2 separate regions of the Sus scrofa genome follow, and region 2 is linked to region 1. Evidence: chromatin contacts called from public HiChIP or PLAC-seq data. All regions are on one chromosome and are shown on one strand. The core of a region is the stretch at or near the end of the contact, and the rest is flanking DNA. Distances in the headings are between cores, read along the strand shown.

The links. HiChIP or PLAC-seq counts read pairs in DNA pulled down with a chosen protein or histone mark.
Region 2: an H3K27ac HiChIP or PLAC-seq map of alveolar macrophages shows a contact between it and region 1. The contact joins two enhancer-like sites. A contact is called at or near these places in 6 of 47 Hi-C or Micro-C datasets (alveolar macrophages, embryonic fibroblasts, epiblast stem cells and 1 more) and 1 of 2 datasets of contacts at active chromatin or transcription factors (alveolar macrophages).

Annotation. Positions count from the first base shown.
Region 1 is chr9:33,190,733-33,196,904 of Sscrofa11.1, reverse strand. No RefSeq gene overlaps it. Among named protein-coding and RNA genes, the nearest start is that of MMP7, 31 kb to the left of the region's middle. Within about 2 kb of position 3,279, at least 5 of the 83 cell types and tissues checked have an H3K27ac peak or open chromatin away from gene starts, as enhancers often do. A contact at or near this core is called in alveolar macrophages, where this site is marked.
Region 2 is chr9:33,296,941-33,303,112 of Sscrofa11.1, reverse strand. It overlaps MMP20 (matrix metallopeptidase 20), which reads left to right. Exons shown (of 10, transcript NM_213905.1): 2 at 1-187; 3 at 5,072-5,220. Among named protein-coding and RNA genes, the nearest start is that of MMP20, 8.0 kb to the left of the region's middle. Within about 2 kb of position 2,927, at least 2 of the 83 cell types and tissues checked have an H3K27ac peak or open chromatin away from gene starts, as enhancers often do. A contact at or near this core is called in alveolar macrophages, where this site is marked.

The DNA.
Region 1 (6,172 bases), core at 2,030-4,529:
ATGCCATTTAAAAAAATTCCTAGGTCATATGTAAATTTCTTCATCATGATTATTTAGAAGTCTATTTACAACACATTTTAACAGACATAATTGACATTCAAATACTTCAACAATGAATCCTAAATACACCAGATAACTATAATTTATTCTAAGGATTACACAAAAAACATAATTTAACCATTATTCTCAGTTAGCCATTCAACAAACACTCACTGAGTCAGGAACTTGGAGGATGAAGAAGTATGCAAAGGTGACAAATACATACGATTTGCCTTCAAAAATCTCAAAGTCTAATGAAGTCTGTTGTGCACCCCTAATGAACAATACTTATAATACAACATTTTAAGTGTTATAATAAAGAATTTTACAATGTGAGAGGGAGAAAGTCCTAATATTGAGATTCTAGGAGTTATTTTAATGAGTCTGTGAATTCTACAAATTCTAACATACCACAGAGGACACGAGAAAGTCCCAAACTTCAGTTTGATCATAAAGTATTCTGCATAAGTAGGACCTCTCTAATAGGCTTGGGACTTCCCAACAGCCTAATCAAAACTTTTTCTGAACTGTGGTATATCCTAAGACTTCACAGACACCAGACCTTTATCATGGTCTCAAGGCTCTCCCCCTCTATTACTCTCTCCCCCTCTACTCTTTCCAGGAAGGATACCTTAGAATAAATCTCTTGCGTGTCTAATTTAAAAAAAAAAAAAAAGAGTTCCCACTATGGCACAGTGGGTTAAGAATTCGACAGCAGCAGCTCGGGTCACTGTGGAGGTGCAGGTTCAATCCCCAGCCTGGTGCAATGGATTAAAGGACCTGGCATTGCCACAGCTGCAGCATAAATCAAAACTACAGCTTGGATTCAATCCCTGGCCCAGAAACTTCCATATGCTGTGGGTGTGGCCATAGAAATTATTTTAAATAATTTTTAAAAATTAAAAACTTTAGGAGTTCCCATCATGGCTCAGCAATTAATGAACCCGACTAGCATCCATGAGGACTTGGGTTCAATCCCTGGCCTCGCTCAGTGGGTTGAGGATCCAGCCATTGCCTTGAGCTGTGGTGCATGTCACAGACGCAGCTGTGGCTGTGGCCAGTAGCTACAGTTTTGATAGGACCCCTAACCTGGGCACCTCCATATGCTGTGAGTGCAGCCCTAAAAAAAAAAAAACTAAATTTTGTTTTGGTTTGGTCTGGTTTCTTTTTATTACTCAATGAATTTATTACATTTATAGGTGTACAATGATCATCACAATCCAATTTTATACGATTTCCATCCCACACCCCCAGCACATCCCCCCACCCCCCAAATTGTCTCCTTTGGAAACCACAAGTTTTTCAAAGTCTGTGAGTCAGTATCTGTTCTGCAAAGAAGTTCATTGTGTCCTTTTTTCAGATTCCACATGTCAGTGATAACATTTGATGTTGGCGTCCCATTGTCTGACTGACTTCACTGAGCATGATAATTTTTAGGTCCATCCATGTTGCTAAAAATGCCATTGCTGGAGTTCCTGTCATGGCGCAGTGGTTAACGAATCCGACTAGGAACCATGAGGTTGCGGGTTCGGTCCCTGCCCTTGCTCAGTGGGTTAACGATCCGGCGTTGCTGTGAGCTGTGGTTTAGGTTGCAGACGCGGCTCGGATCCCGCGTTGCTGTGGCTGTGGTGTAGGCCGGCGTTGCTGTGGCTGTGGTGTAGGCCGGCAGCTGTAGCTCTGATTGGACCCCTAGCCTGGGAACCTCCACATGCCACGGGAGTGGCCCAAGAAATAGCAAAAAAAGACCAAAAAAAAATAAAAATAAAAATGCCATTGCTAAAAACTAGATCAGATTCGTGGTTGCCAGAGGGAGCAAGTGGGGAATGTGGGGATTGGGTGAAGGTGGTCAAAAGGTACAAACTTCCAATGAGAAGATAAATAAGTGCCATTATATAAATATAATGACTATAGTTAGCAATGTTGTATGGTATATTTAAAAGATGCTACCAGAGTAAATCCTAAAAGTTCTCATCATAAAGGAAAAAAAATTGTAACTATATGAGGATGTTAACGAAACTTAATGTGGTAATCATTTCGCAATAGATATGTATGTCAAGCCATTATGCTATATGACTTAAGTTTATACACTGTTGTATGTCAATCACACATCAATAAAACTGAAAGAAAAAAAAAATCTCTTTTTGTTCCCATTGTGACTCAGTGGACTAAGAACCCGACATAGTGTTTGTGATAAAGCAGGTTCGATTCCTGGCCTCACTCAGTGGGTTAAGTATCCAGCATTGCTGTGGCTGTGGCATAGGTCAGCAGCTATAGCTCTGATTCAAACCCTAGCCTGGGAATTGCCGCATGCTTAGAGTATAGCCTTAAAAATAAAAAATTTTTTAAAAATCCCTTGCATATCTAATCCTGTCTTAGCATCTATTCTTTGGAAGACCCAAACTAAGACAATTTTTTCTCATTGCATTAAAAATAACCCTAAATAGTCACTTAAAACAATAGTAATTTTATTAAATCTCATGATTTCGTGGGTCAGGAATGAGGGCAAAGTTCCACAGGTTAATTATTTTGTTCCATGGGGCAGATGGGCTGGCTTGGAGGGTCCAAGATGGGTTCACTCACACATCTGCCACTTTGTAATGGATGGCTAGAAATCTGGGCTCAGCTGGGCTGTCAACCATACACGTGGTCTCTCCAGCATGGAGAGAGGTCAGACTTCACACATATGGTTCAAGGCTCCAAGAGCAAGTCTTCCCACAAACAAAGTGAAGTAGTATAGCCCTTTCTATGTAGCCTCAGAAGTCACACAGCATCACTTTGACACTCTACTGGTCAAAGCAATCACAGCCAACCAGAGTAAAGACAAGGGGGGGACCCACTTTGGGAAGTGCCAAAGAATTTGTAGTCATGTTTTAAAACTGCCACATGGTGTCACCCTTCCTCTTAAGAAACCATCTGTCATTTAAACCAGAGGAAATCAGTTCTAACTGAAAGTATATTTGCTGCAATTAAAAGGCTGAATGGATCAGCAAAAATAAATTCTAGTTCGCACCCTCATTTGCCATCACAGCCCAGGTGTCCATACCTCAAAGAACAAAAAGAGAATTCAGAGTTAGTGCTTTACTGTTCAGGCATAGACCTGGAGACCCTGGGGACCACAATTATTTCTTTGGAGGTAAATTTTTTACTTTCTGCAAGTACAGAAGGTTGTCATGCAACGTGACCCCTGCCTACTTATTCACGGATCATTTTAGGTGTGAAAGGGTTAGTCCCATTACTAGGAAGCATAAAGAGGATGACAAATTGCACTTTGGCTTGACTCCAGCTAAGTGACATCTGTGAGCTACTGTTGCAACTTTAATTGGTGAGAAAGAAAAGTGGCATTATGATTACCAAAGAACAATGAGTTAAACTTTAAGGAACAACAGTCTTTCATTCCTAATTTCTTTTGTGAAGGCATTTTCCTTCGAATTATAGACTTTAGGACCAAGAACCTATGATTCTCCTTGCTCATAAAGTAACCAAGTAAGGGTGGACTTGTTTTCCTAGTCTTTAATAATAAGGATTGTCATTTGTTTTATGTGCATGTGTATGGGCTAAACATAAACTTGGAAGAGGCCCTGGGAACTACCTCAGCATCATAGCAAGCACATTTGACAAGCTTCTTTCTTTTTCCTCTCAAATTAGCACGTACTTTTAGCCCTGAATAAAAACAAGCAATTATTCAGAAAAGTTTGGGAACCTTAAATAAGAGTAGAATTCTATTCAAATTTAACACCTAATTATACCTTCTCATTATCTATAACTAGATCATCTTCTGTAAAGGATCTACCCTAAAGTAAGCAGATTACATCCTCTTCATCTAAGGAATCATTTAATTTATACTTTTTAAAAGCTTCTCCTCCCCCATGACATTGATATGAAAAGTGTAGTTCTTGGCAGAAAAAGTAGAGTCTATATTTAAATTGTTTTGAATTAGAAACCTAAGGATTAGCACCCTCACTGGAACAAAATTACCTAAAAAAAAATGAATTTGTTGAATGGTTGAATGAATGAATGAATGAATGCAGTGTTTGAATTAACATACTCAAAATTTTCATTTGGGGCATCTTCTAGAAGACAATGGTATAAATCAAGAATGATAGGTCTAATGGAGGCTAATTTAAATTTGAAATAGCTAAATGGTTTCTATTCAGTATATTAAGAATTAATGCTTAGAAGATGCTAATTATAACTTACTTGGGACAGATTTCCCAACAAAAATGAATCCAACTAGTATCCATGGGGATGCAATTCAATCCCTGGCCTTGCTTCATGGGCTAAGGATCCAGCATTGCCGCAAGCTGTGGTGTAGGTCGCAGATGGGGCTGGGATCTGGTGGTGTTGTGGCTGTGGCCTAGGCCAGCAGCTGTAGCTCTGATTCAACCCCTAGCCTGGGAACTTCCATATGCAGTGGGTGCAGCCCTAAAAAGAAAAAAAAAAAAAAGTATAAATTTGTGTCCTGAAAAAGTATTGGCTAGAAATTGACTTTGTTTTATTTTGTGACTTATTAGCTAAACTTTTAAAAAATTTTATTGGTATTAAATATAGTTGATTTACAGTGTTGTGCCAATTTCTGCTGCACAGCAAAGTGACCCAGTCATACATATATACATTCCCTTTCTTACATTATCTTCCATCATGGTCTATCTCAAGAGACTGGATATAGTTCCCTGTGCTGAACAATAGGGCCTCATTGTGTATCCATTCTAAATGTAATAGTTTGCATCTACCAACCCCAAACTCCCAGCCTATCCTTCTTCCTCCCCCTTCAAGTCTGTTCACTTTTCCTCTGATGGACTAGAAAAGGCAATGCAAATCTTTTTCCTCATCTTTGGTGAAGTAAGTCCTCCCTTCCCTGGAGAAAAGAGGAACATGTTTTTCAAGTTATGGATTTAATGAACTTAAAGTACATGGTGAAAGAGCAAGAGGGAGGAAATTCCAGTCAGACTAGAGATTACCTGGCAATGGTGGGAAGAAGAGGAGCATAGGTCTAGAAGCAGGAGGGAGCCAGGCTCTGCTCCAAGTCATTACCCCAGGAAGCAGCAAGAGTCCAGACAGGAGGTATGTGGGTCATCTAGAGAAGCAGAGGCTTAGGCACCTTGTTTCAGAGCTTTGCCAAATATTCTAGTGTCTTAAATGTGTCAGAGAAACTGTCAGAACCTGCCAGACTTGATAGGATTGTGGAGACACAGACAATGGGTAGATCATCAGTAGGTGGGGTGGGAGAAATGACCCATGGGGAGGAAAGGCCTCCAGAACCTTGGTACAGTGAGGGAGTATGGTTGAGCTGGCAAAGCAAGACTGCTAGAATATCTTACGTACACCTTCCTACCAGCCCAATGGAATGACAGCTTGGAATCAATACTAGGTTGATTCATGGATCACAAAGAAATGTGCTGTTTCTTGCCTATCTAAGTGTCTTATCTTAGCTTCAGACCAGTTACAATATTGCAAATTCCTACTCAGGGTGTAAATCCAGTAGCTGAGGCACTACCCCCAGGAGGAAAGTTCTCTGTTGACGTTTCTTTGATCAATTTTCCAGATTCCTTTTTGCCACACTCCCACCATGCCTCTGCCTCTGCTCACCAGGCTCAGTATCCATCCTCAGCCCTGCCAATTGTCTGGTATCATCTCTTCTGCTTTGTCTTAATGTGGTTTTATCTCAAGATACACTTGGAGATGGAGGAGTTTCTCCTCCTTGATTTTTTTAAAGTATTTATTTATTTACTTATTTATTTATTGGCCATCCCACAGAATATGGAGTTCCAGGGCCAGGAATCAGATCTGAGCCACGCAGTTGTGACCTACGCCACAGCTACAGCAACACCAGATCCTTTAACCTACTTTGCCAGAGTCACTGGAATGAATCAGCTTTTATTTTAAAAGTTAAGAGTTTACTTGCTTTAGGAAGCAACCTAACGACCATCGACAGAGGAATGGATTAAAGATGTGGTACATATACACAATGGAATACTATTCAGCCATAAAAAAGAATGAAATAATGCCATTTGCAGCAACATGAATGCAACTAGAGATTATCACACTAAGTAAGAAAGAGAAAGCCAATCACTTACATGTGGAACCTAAAATATGACACAAATGAATCTATCTACAAAACAGAAACAGACTCACA
Region 2 (6,172 bases), core at 1,678-4,177, 110 kb before region 1:
AGGGAGGCAATTCCATGGTGAAGAAGATTAAGGAGCTGCAGGCGTTCTTTGGCCTCCGAGTCACCGGGAAGTTAGACCGGACCACAATGGATGTGATCAAGAGGCCTCGCTGCGGAGTTCCGGATGTGGCCAACTACCGCCTCTTCCCAGGTGAACCCAAATGGAAAAAAAATACTTTGACATACAGGTAATGAGATCGAGTCTTTCCAAACTAAGAGAGAAAGAGCCTCTCTCTCTCCCTCTTTCTTTTCTTTTAAAAATATCTTCCTTCTGATCTGTATCAAAATCATGGCACATCTCCTGTTTAAGACAGAAGGAGAACATTTTAGGTCTAATCTTTAGGCAATGATGATGGAGAATTCACTAGAAAGTAGGGTCTTGGGAGTATTTTAATAGTTGGCCATTTTAGGCCTTACAATTTTACCAATTAGAGACAATGTATGTATCTTTATTTTTTTCTTTTCTTCTTTTTTTTTTTTTCTCTTTTCGGTCTTTTTAGGGCCACACCAGCGGCATATGGAGGTTCCCAGGCTAGGCACTGAATTGGAGCTGTAGCCGCCAGCCTACGCCACAGCCACAGAAATACCAGATCTGAACCACATTTGCAACCTACACTGCAGCTCACAGCAACACCAGATCCTTAACCCACTGAGTGAGGCTAGAGATCAAACCCGCGTCCTCATGGATACCAGTCAGGCTCGTTAACTGCTGAGCCACAACGGGAACTCCTGTACGTATCTTTAAAGAAAAATAATCTATTCTAGGATTAATAACCTGACAGGACCAAGCAGTTTTCTTTTCCTTTTGGTTTTTGATATTTTTGGTTTTTTTTTTTTTTTTTTTTTGGCCGCATCTGCAGCGTATGGAAGTTCCAGGGCCAGGGATAGATCCACTGTAGCAACAATGGATCCTTTAACCTGCTGTGCCACAGTGGGAACTCCCCAAGCAGTTTTCTTAAAATAGTCTTCTAAAACAGAAGTAAACAAATTCACTTACTAATAAATTAATTATTAATTCCAAAAATAATTTATTGACAGTTTATAAATGTCTGCCATAGGCATTCAATTTTGGAGATATAAAGAGGGGTAGGTTACCTTCCCTGAATTTAGGGAACTTATACACAAGTCACAGCTCCCAGCGAGAACTGTGAAACTATAGGTCTAAGCAGAGGGTTGTGGCAACAGGGTGGAGAGATCTACCCAGTTGCCCAGGGATGAGCCAGTGACATCTGAGCCCAACTTGAAGGCAAAGCCTAGCAGGTCAATCCCTAGCCCCAAGATCCCCAGGGGTGGAGGGGGGATAAAGGTCCCCACTTTATCCCCCCTCCACCTCACACCTGAGTGTGCCCCCACCTCCAGCCATCCTATGTCTTCCTCCTACCCCACGGGGATTCTGCATAATCCAGGGGGACACACACAAGACCTGCACCCTCACTGCGCTCTAGGTTCTCAGGCAGGAATTCCAGCCCAGCAGTCTGCATCCATTTGTGCGCCAGTGCAGGCCTCCTTGCCAGGAACTATGAGGCCTGCCTGCCCCACAGGTGGGATTAGAGGCAGGTGGATGCTGCCTAGACATGGGGGCATTGCCCATGCCAACGGAGGAGGCTTTGGGAAAGAAGGGGGCCTCCGTTTGTATTTTTGCCTCAGGCCTCACAAACATTAGGGCTTTCCAAGTAGAAAAGGAGACCAGGCAAATAGGAGCAGGGAGTGGAATGTCTTGGTGTGCAGAGCGGTAGCGGTAGGAGCACCGGGTAGGAGCACCGGGAGCAGTGCTTGTGAGCTGAGCGGAGGGTGTTGAGGGATGGGGAGAGCGAGGCTGGACAGGCAGCACCAGAGGCAGCTAGCACACGAGGCTAAGCATTTTGGACTTTATTCCCAGAAAAGTGTAGACCCAGCCAGGGTCAGAATCTAGTTTCATAATATGGATGAGCACATCTGGTCGATATCTGGGGATGTGGAAAACTAGACGGTATTTTGTTTTGTTTTTTGGCCCACTGGGCATGTGGCCAGGGATTGAATCTGGACCAGAGCAGCAATACCAGCCACATTGGCAACAGCGGGATCCTTAACCCACTGGGCAGCAAACGAACTCCTACACTATTAAAATAGTCTCAAGAGGAGTTCCCGTCGTGGCGCAGTGGTTAACGAATCTGACTAGGAACCATGAGGTTGCGGGTTCGGTCCCTGGCCTCGCTCAGTGGGTTAACGATCCGTGCGTTGCCGTGAGCTGTGGTGTAGGTTGCAGACGCGGCTCGGATCCCGCGTTGCTGTGGCTCTGGCGTAGGCCGGTGGCTACAGCTCTGATTCGACCCCTAGCCTGGGAACCTCCATATGCCACGGGAGCGGCCCAAAGAAATAGCAAAAAGACAAAAAAAAAAAAAAAAAAAAAGTCCCAAGAGTTGGAGCTGGCTCCTAAGAGCCGACTGGAGCCAGTCTTTAGATTTTCTGAAATTTTGCAGCCAGTTGTTAAGCCTCCAAGAATTTTGAAGGCTGGTTGCTAAACACAGCCATCGTTAAAAATTAAATGGTATAAACTTACAATTAAATTATATATTTATTATTATATTATATATTAAATTGTATATAAGTTATGCACAACGAAAAAGCAAAGGTAAACAAAACATTGCTTCCCGATTATTACACTACATTTTGCTATTACCTGTGTTCGTGAGGTCATTTACAGCGCTTATCTGTATGATGGAAATGATGTGCTGCTACTCACCTTCTCCCAACCTTACCGTCCACTGGTGGCAAGTCGGTAGCTTGAAACTAGCCATAGTGAGAGTGTTTACAATATGGAAATCGAAAACCCTACCAATGAGGAGTTTTGGTCGTAGACCCTGTTTTTAAACTGTGCTAGCGCACCGGTGAGTCCCTGTATCACATGGGGCCCAAACCCAAGAAGACCAGTTGATTGCTCTAGGCCACTTGTTAGTTGCTATAAGCCTATGAGTCCATAAGGTGGCGCTCTGAACACAGTTATAAGTCTGTTGAAGTCTAAAAATTCCACACAAAATCAAAGCATTTGGGAAATATCCTATGAGGAATTGAACATGCAAGAGAATACGAAATGATTAAGAGTAATACAGGAAAACTTTCTGTAAACCTATGAAGTCTTTCCCATCATTTCTTAAACTGTATCATAGAATTTTAGTCTGTGATTATGCACAAAAGGAGATAGAGCAGGCTAGTCAGAGACTTGAAGAGCATAATATTCGTGTGGTAACAGTCTTTGGGCAGCCCCAAAAACCCCTCAACACACTCACACCGCCACCCCACTTGAAAACTAGAGACTATCTTGGTAATCTATCCAGCTAGCCACCAGATCTCCAAATAACTCCTTATAACATACCCCAGAGAATGAAAAAGGACAAAGTATAACATAATGCTTATGCGCATGTGCATAAGCTTTGGAAACAAAGAATGGGCTCAAGTCTTGACTAGTCATAAAAGGTAGATCATGACTGTTACCTCCTAAGATTGTTGTAAGGATTAGAGGACATACCACATTTTAAAAGGGCTTAGAACAGAGTCCAGTCCATAGTATGTGTTCACAGACTATTAGCTATTATCACTGCTGCCTCTCAGTCTCTAGACCCCGGATCAGGACTTCTCTCCACGTGCTCTTCCTTTCTGGTGCTGTCCCTTCCCCTTCTCTGTCTCCTCCATCTCAACATACACAGTCAGCTCTGTAGGTATGAATAATTTGTCTATAATGTGAGAGAATTTCAAGATACTAACTGTATACAGAGCTGTGATAAATTACAGGCTCTTATTCATGCAGTGTGCTTGGCATGTTCTGAAAACGCTAAATAGTCCCTTTAAGGGTTCCTTCTGGCTTCCTCCTTGGACAGGATAACTCCTCTTGGCCCCAATCCCCGGAGCTAAATATCTCCTTGCTCCTTCCCTCTCCATTGCTGAGGTTTAGTTATTTCCCATCATCTCTATGGGACTCGGTCCCTTCCTTTTAGATCCCAGAATAACCACTGTTAGTTTCTGGCTGAGATTGTACCACCTGCATCAGAATAGGCTAGGCTACTTGTGAAAATGCAGATTTCTCGATCACACCTGTGTATTAACAAGCTTCCTAAGTAATTATCACTAGTTCTAAATTTTGAGAACCACTGAGTAGGCTCTAAAAAACACTTTTTTATTCATGAGTTCATTCATTTAGCAAGTATTTGCTAAGACACCTACTCTTTGCCAGAGCCTGGACTAGGAGCTGGGGAAAGAGGAAGTGGGGTAGGAGCCTGGTCCCAAAGTTGGCTAATTCACTTCTAACTCTGCAGCCCTTACTCCATCGGAGCCCAAACTCACTGGTGGAAGTTCCTTTCTCCCATCCTTCGTTTACATGCTGCCGAGAACACCCAGCTCCTGGGCTCCAGTTCACCACATCCCAGAGAAATACCAACTGTCTACACCCACTGTCTGTCCAAAACATTCTGTACTTTCCTGCCTCCCAAAGTCATTGTCAGACCAAGACTTGATGAAAGACTCAAAGCCATTTTCAGTTCATGTGAGCATCCTACTGACAAGCTAGCACTTTTTCTTAAAAATATACATTATTTTAAGAAAAAAAAACCTTCCCTGTGGCCCTGGGGAAAATCTGATGGCCTCTGAATAAGAATTTGCAAAACCTCAAAATTTCATGTTTTTATTTTTTACAACTGAAAATTTTCAGTCACTTTTGGGGAAAAAGAGGTCCTTGCTCAGTTAAAACCACTTTAGGGAAAATGGACTTCTAACTACCCATAAAATTACACAAGGTGTTATTCTTTAAAGTTGGTGATATATAATAACAAGGAAAGCCAAACTATTTCAGCACCAGCTTATCTCAACTCTTTCATTTTCCCCCTTCATTTTTCTTATTGTTTCACAGGTTTTGGTAATTTAACAAATAAGACAGTAAAATAAGAATTATGATTTTGGAGAAAAAAAACCTAAACTGTAGATTTATCTTTAATATTTTTACAACCTTGTTACAATATTTTAGTACAACCTTGACATAATTCTTGCTTCCTTCACTGAGGAGCACTTACTAAAAGGAGAACATGTTCCTTCTGTTTTTACAGAATATCCAAATACACACCTTCCATGACTCCTGCAGAAGTGGACAAAGCAATGGAGATGGCCCTGCAGGCCTGGAGCAGCGCTGTCCCTTTGAGCTTTGTTAGAGTAAACGCGGGAGAAGCGGATATTATGATATCCTTTGAAACTGGAGGTACTGTGGTGCTTCTTGGATTTTTGTGTACTAATCCAGAAGAGAAATGTTTCAATACTTTTCCCTCCGTGATATTGAATCCCCATGACCAGCATGCTCCTCCTTCACACAATGGTGTGATGGGCAGAGGCCAAGATCGTGGCAAAGTCACCATCTTCATTCACCTGGCCAGAAAATAGAACCTGGGGAGTTCTCAGCATTTCTTGTCATCATTAGCCTGAGCTGTAGAAGGGACTCAGCACACCCAGCTTCCGCTGAGGGTTTTGCCCCATTGGGGACAAATTCTGTTAGATTTAGCTTTCCCATTGGTTAGGAGGCCATCTGACCTCATCCTGTTCTCATGAGGAGGTCCATCGCCATATACCCGCTTCCACATTAGGCGAGGATCTCCCACTCGATCCTCACTGAGGACTAATTCCACGGGGGCCCTGACAGCGTTCCAGTGCAGCAGTGATTAGGAGAGTAGCTGGCGTGGCTGTCTGGTTCACACTTGCAGACCACCTTTGGGAGTTGCCAGGCCTGCTCCCAACCTGCCCACTTCTCCATCCCCCCAACCCCCTGGGGAGGAGTGGAGCTCTTCTCAGAGAAACATGTCTAGTAGTAGATGAAGAAAAGGCTATGTAATTCCTTTTCTTTCTCTGCTTCCTCAGAGTCAAGGTGAGTATCATTGCTTTTTCCCTCCCACAGATAACATTTCCAAGTTCCCCTATTCTTTCAAGTCTTGATCTTCGTTTTAACCTGATCTTGCTGGGGGAATACATGCTTAGAAGCTAGGAGAGAGAAGGTCAAGCAAGTCCTAAGTATGACCGCTTGAGAGGTGGCCCTGGGTATGACCTGAGCCATGGCAAGTCCTATTCCTCCAGGAGGACCAAGGCCACCCCCTGTGAGGTAGCAGGACAGTGTGGCTCAGGCAGATTTGGGGGTGATGGAATTAACATCTGGCTCACTCTTG